Linked DNA regions of Sus scrofa: region 1 is linked to region 2. A link is a contact called in public HiChIP or PLAC-seq data. All regions are on one chromosome and are shown on one strand. The core of a region is the stretch at or near the end of the contact, and the rest is flanking DNA. Distances in the headings are between cores, read along the strand shown.

What was found. HiChIP or PLAC-seq counts read pairs in DNA pulled down with a chosen protein or histone mark.
Region 1: a contact with region 2 is called in an H3K27ac HiChIP or PLAC-seq map of alveolar macrophages. The contact joins the promoter of C2H5orf30 here to the promoter of PPIP5K2 in region 2. A contact is called at or near these places in 1 of 5 promoter capture datasets (liver), 1 of 47 Hi-C or Micro-C datasets (embryonic fibroblasts) and 1 of 2 datasets of contacts at active chromatin or transcription factors (alveolar macrophages).

The regions. Positions count from the first base shown.
Region 1 is chr2:108,731,897-108,734,609 of Sscrofa11.1, forward strand. C2H5orf30 (UNC119-binding protein C5orf30 homolog) reads left to right here and starts at 1,451. Exons shown (of 4, transcript XM_013995002.2): 1 at 1,451-1,647.
Region 2 is chr2:108,595,278-108,598,003 of Sscrofa11.1, forward strand. PPIP5K2 (inositol hexakisphosphate and diphosphoinositol-pentakisphosphate kinase 2) reads left to right here and starts at 1,456. Exons shown (of 30, transcript XM_021084580.1): 1 at 1,456-1,885. GIN1 (gypsy retrotransposon integrase-like protein 1) reads right to left here. Exons shown (of 8, transcript XM_005654992.3): 1 at 1,451-2,726.

The DNA of each region.
Region 1 (2,713 bases), core at 201-2,700, 140 kb after region 2:
TTGTTTGCATATATGTCCAGCTGTGGAATTGCTGGATCATATGGTAGCTCTATATTGGGTTTTATGAAGTATTTTCCATACTGTTTTCCAGAGTGGTTGTCAATTTACATTTCCACCAACAGTGGAGGAGGGTACCTTTTTCTCTACACCCTCTCTAGCATTTATTATTTGTCGCCTTGTTAATGATGGCCATTCTGACTGGCGTGAGGTGATACCTCATTGGAGTTTTGATTTGTGTTTCTCTAATAAATACTGATATTGAGCATTTTTTCATATGCCTGTTGGCTATCCTTATGTCCTCTTTGGAGAAATGTCTATTAGATCTTCTGCCCATTTTTCAGTTGGGTTGTTTGTTTTTTTTTTTTTTTTTTTTGATGTTGAATTGCATGGGTTGTTTGTATATTTTGGAGATTAGGCCCTTGTCTTTTGCATCATTGGCTAAGATTTTCTCCCATTCTGTGTGTTGTCTTTTCTTTTCTTTTTTTTTTTTAATGGTTTCCTTTGCTGTGCAAAAACTTGAATTTGATAAGGTCCCATTGGTTTATTTGTCTCTTTATTGTCATTATTCTAGGAGGTGGATCAAACAATGTGTTGCTGGATTTATGTCAAAGAGTGGTTCTGCCTATGTTTTCTTCTAGGAGGTTTATAGTGTCTGGGCTTATATTTAGGTCTTTAATCCATTTTGAGTTTATTTTTGTATATGGTGTTAGATAGTATTCTACTTTCATTGTTTTACATGTAGCTTTCCAGTTTCCCAGCACCATTTATTGAAGAGGCTATCTTTCTTCCACTGTATATTCTGTCCTTTTTTGTCATAGATTAGTTGACCATAGTTACTTGGGTTTCTATCTGGGCTTTCTATCCTTGTCAGTAACAGTTCTTATCTCTGAAGTTTGTTAACCGGTTTGACAGAGAGAGATACAAGAATCGAGAGTAGAAAAGAATGATCAAAGGAAGGAATTTCTTACAAGAATGGAAAAGATCAAGTCTGAAGATTCAAACATGGGGCTAATCAAATCAGAATCTGAATTTTACCCTTCTCCCCACATTCACTAGATATCTAGCATTTTTCTAAGATTGACCCCATAATTTATTATTTCATCAGCTTCTAGTCTTCTCTATTTCTCAAGGTTGCGTCCTTAAAGCAGAGACTCACCAATGACAAACATCGCCACTTAACTGGGGCAACCTGAGCATTGCCAGCCCTTTGAGTGGGAGCTCTAGAATTGTTGTTTGGGGTTTGGACCTCACAGAGGGTGCTCCGACCTCTCTTCCCACCACAGTCCCAGTCAGCAGCTCCACCCCCCTTGCCCTCGGGTCCCGCCCCCTTCTTCAGGCTTCTTGCTTCCCTTCTCACTCAGGTCCTCTTTTCCTCCGGGTGTGTGAGCTAGGCGCAGGAGGCGGGCTCATCGCTGACGGGCTGCGCCTCTGCAGGGAGGGCGGGAAGGCGGGCGCGGAGGCGGCGGAGGCGGGGACTACGCCGGGCGGTAGCTGGCGCCGTACGCGGTGGGAGCTGAGAGGGTACCCGGCTGGCTCTGCTGGCGGCCTCAGCCCGGATCTCGGTGCCGCAGCCCTGCGCTTCTCCCTCTCTTGTCTACGGCTCCGCGGCCCCAGGCACAGCAAAGGCGGCGGAGCTGTGGGCCACTGGTAGGTTGCACGGGGACGGCGTTTCCTTCTTCAGCCTTTTGTGCTGCAGAAAGGGTGGTAGTGATGGGTGGGTGGGTTGTTGGTGGGGGGGTGATTTGCCTCAGTCACCGATCCCGGGTGCCAACCCCAGTCACGGCGCCGCCCCTTCCTTCTTGCCTCGTGTCGAGGCCGGGCACGCAGTGCCCGCGCGGTGCTGGGGAACCCCGGCCGGGCGGGCCTCCCAGGATGAACGGCGTGCGGCCTCAGCCGCCCCAGGCCTCGACAGTCTTGTCCCCCAGTGCCCGAGCAGAGGGCTGGGGTCTGGTGAACTGGGTGGGGCTCTGGCGGAGTGCCGCGAGCCCGCAGTTCCTTGGACCAGGGGTGGGGTCGGAGACGCCGTGAGTGTGCAGCGTGTGTGAGTGAGGGTGCAGGGGCGTGCGCCCCCGTGAGCGCGCGGCGTGCGCTCGCCGGGGAGGTGCGGGACTCGGCGACCCCAAGTGCCTCTCCCCTGGTGTGGCGGTGCGGAAGTCGGGGCGTGTTGGCGGGCATGCTGGCCTCGCCGCCGCGGTGCCCGCACCGCGGGGCAGCGGGCCTGGAGGCCCCATTGAAAGTAGCTCCTACCCGGGCCTGCTACGCCTCTGACTGTCCGCCCGGGCCCCGCGCTGGGTACGACTGCCCCGGCCAGATAGCGCCTCGGGGCGAGCCCTGACGGCCTTATCTCGCCCGCTCTTCTAGTCTGCGCAGGAAACTGGGGGGCAAGACCGCCCGGGAGCCCACAGCCAGCGCCCGCAGCGCGTCTGCTGTTGTCGTGGGGGCGGATGGACCGGCGGTGTTTGGGACCGCGCGCGTGGTTTGGGGCCGGGTCCTGGCCAGAAGCGAAAGCGACAGATGTCGTTGGGCATCTCCGCCCTCGCCCCACCTGTCGCGGGTGGACTTTGGGCCGGGTGGGAAGTGGAGGAAAGGGATTTCCAGGCGGGCGGCAGTCAAGTCAGACCTTGAGAAGGCGGCCCCATTGTGAAGCTGCCAAACTCTCTCTAGTGGTGGAATCTGCAAATCTCTGCCAGAAAGGAGATGAGAACACGAAAGG
Region 2 (2,726 bases), core at 206-2,705:
CTGCTGATGTTGGGTGTTTACATACAGGAATAACAAATAATGATTAGCTTTTTTTTCTTTTCTTTTCAAAAGTACATTCACTCTTTGGTCCCTAGAAACGACCCAGTGGCATAGTTAATATGAGAAAATGGCTTTAAGCTCTATTATTCAGTCAAGTAAAATATCTTCCTATTCCCAAATATTATTAAACAAAAGTTATCATTTACAAGAGAGAATTAAATAGCTTGAGTTATAAAAATGAAGATTACATTACACTTTTTTGGATATGCTCATATTTTCAAGAATTCTTTAAAAAATAATTACTCGTGTATTAAAATATGTAGGAATAAGAAAAGGCAGTGAAGGTGGCCAATTACAGCTCCTAATTTTGCAAGAGGAAATGTCAGGATCAAATTTGGTTGAGCTTTTAACAGTAAGTCCCTGGTACAATATTAAATGAAATCCATGAATACTTACTGTAAGTGTAAATATAAATAATTTTATCTTGTGTGTGCAATAAAGGCAGTTAAGTACCATTTGAAATAAAATTAAGATTTAACTTGTGTTCCACCAAGGGCAAAACCCATCAAGGCTACCAATTTAAGCCTCTAAAAGGTTATAATAAGCATGTGTTCCAACTTTAAAACTTAAAATCTGTACCATTTCAATAAACATGTTCACTTGGGATCATTAATTTTACTTCTGAATTATTTTAACTCTGAGGGAGGGACGAGCAAAATTTCATGTAACGAAAAATATTGAGAAATCTCATTACACAAGGCACTTCCCTATAATCCACTTCAACGTGCAAATTCGTTTAACAAAAATGCCTTTATCTCCATATGCATATACATGAAGCCAGGTGATAAATGAATTCTCGTTTTTAAAATTCTCTACTTCGGTTCCGAAATGCCTAAAGAAAACCCACAGACAGTAATTTTCCTTTAAAACTACAGGACAAGATTATCCCTTAAATTCGCGTTTCTCCCCGCCACAGTAAACTATAATCTGGGGCAAAAGGGTAACATTTCAGATTAAAGGACGTTCATGATGAAGTAACAGGGACAATGGTTTATTATCAGTCAACTGCAGCACGCAACTTTTGAATTTGCTCAGAGTTTCGGATGTTACTTTAATTGAAGGAGCATTTCCAGAGCGTTTTGGCTACTCGTTAACTAATTCTTAAGGGCAAGGTCCTGCTTAACTCAGCATACGCAAGACGACCAATAAGTAAAACTCGATCACACCTAGTAGGCACCTCCCCAAGCGTGACAACGTCCCTTTTCTACTCTGCTGGCACCAGCACTCAACGCCCCATAAAGGCCCTCCCGTCTCAAGGGCGCCTGCGCAAGCTCCACAAAGTCAGTTAAACCCTTCCTTAAACTAGTTGACGCGAATAGTTTTGAAATTAGTCAAGTCACGCCTCATTTTAAAAATCATCAGCTGTGAACACACCAGAACGACCACTCACCGAAGTGGTCCTAAACGCAAGCGTCAAGATTTAAGCTTCCTCTCGCGACTTATCTGGTGCTGCCGGAAGCGGAACTACCCGTGTGGTTAAGAGAGGGAGTTTTTTATGGGGGGCCTTGGAAGCACGGCCAGAAAGGGTTAGGCGGATCTCTTGGCTCTTGCCGGAAATCGTTCCGCCCGGTGAGGTTTCTGTGTGAGACCCGAGGCAGGCGGGCGGGGAAGAGGCGTGACCAGTATTCGCCAAATGTAAGAGTGCCATGCAGTACGTCTTTGTGGCTCTTCAGCTTCTTTTGAAGAGAGAAGACCTACATTCAGCTAATAGCCGGAGTCTTTTTGACCAACACCTCATTCCTGACTCCAGGATTAAAGGGCAAACCGAGACCTGAATGGGCTTGGTCATCTCCCGCAGTTCGCGTGGCGACCGCAGGAGTGGCAGGTGAGGGCCCCGGGACCGAAGGAGAATCGAGATGCAGAACCTGGTCCTTCGAGGTTTGCGGCCGCTGCTGGGCAGCTGGTTTGTCTCCTGCTGCGCTTGGCGGAGCCTAGACACGCGCTCTTCCTAAGCGCCTGTGCCAGAGCGGCAGGCAGCATGGGCGTGGAAGAGTGGCAGGACAATCTCGAGGGTCTTTTCGCGTTTTAATTTGTCCTCCTCCTGCTTTGCTTCCCATTTCCATTTCGTGGGTTTGAGATTACCGGAGGTTTCATTTTAGCTCGGAGGGAACTGCCGAGTTTCTGGCTAGTACATCAGGCTGTGGTCGCGCTCCACCAAAGTGGGCAATCTCAAGTTTGGGGGCTGCTGTGGGTAGAGATGGCCGTTTTCATTTTCATTCCTCAGAGTCTTTGTTCCTCTGCTTGCTTCTTGTTTCCCTTTACCCCAGTTCAAGAGACCAAAAGCCCCGTCCGTTGCAGCTTTCCAAAGTAAGGAAAGAGGCTGCGGCTTACTGACACCTAATCAATTGGAGAGTGTTGCATCCTCGCGCTCTTCGAGGGAAAGGGAAGAGAGTGGTGACCACTGGATCTCATTTACTAGGTTCTCGACCACTTGCTGGGAGTTTGCACCCTTTGGAGTCCTGTAGATAATGCTAGTTTTGGCTTTAGCGTGCTGAAAGGTTTAACTGTGGAAGTAGGAAGCTTCCTCGCTGACTTTAGCACCTAGCATCCTTGCTCCACACTGGAATATGGTTTTGATTTGTTACTGAAAACTGTTAGTGAAAAAGTTTTTATTTCGGCAGAAAAAAAAATGAGGAAATCTGCTATATTCATTGAGTCTTATGTGT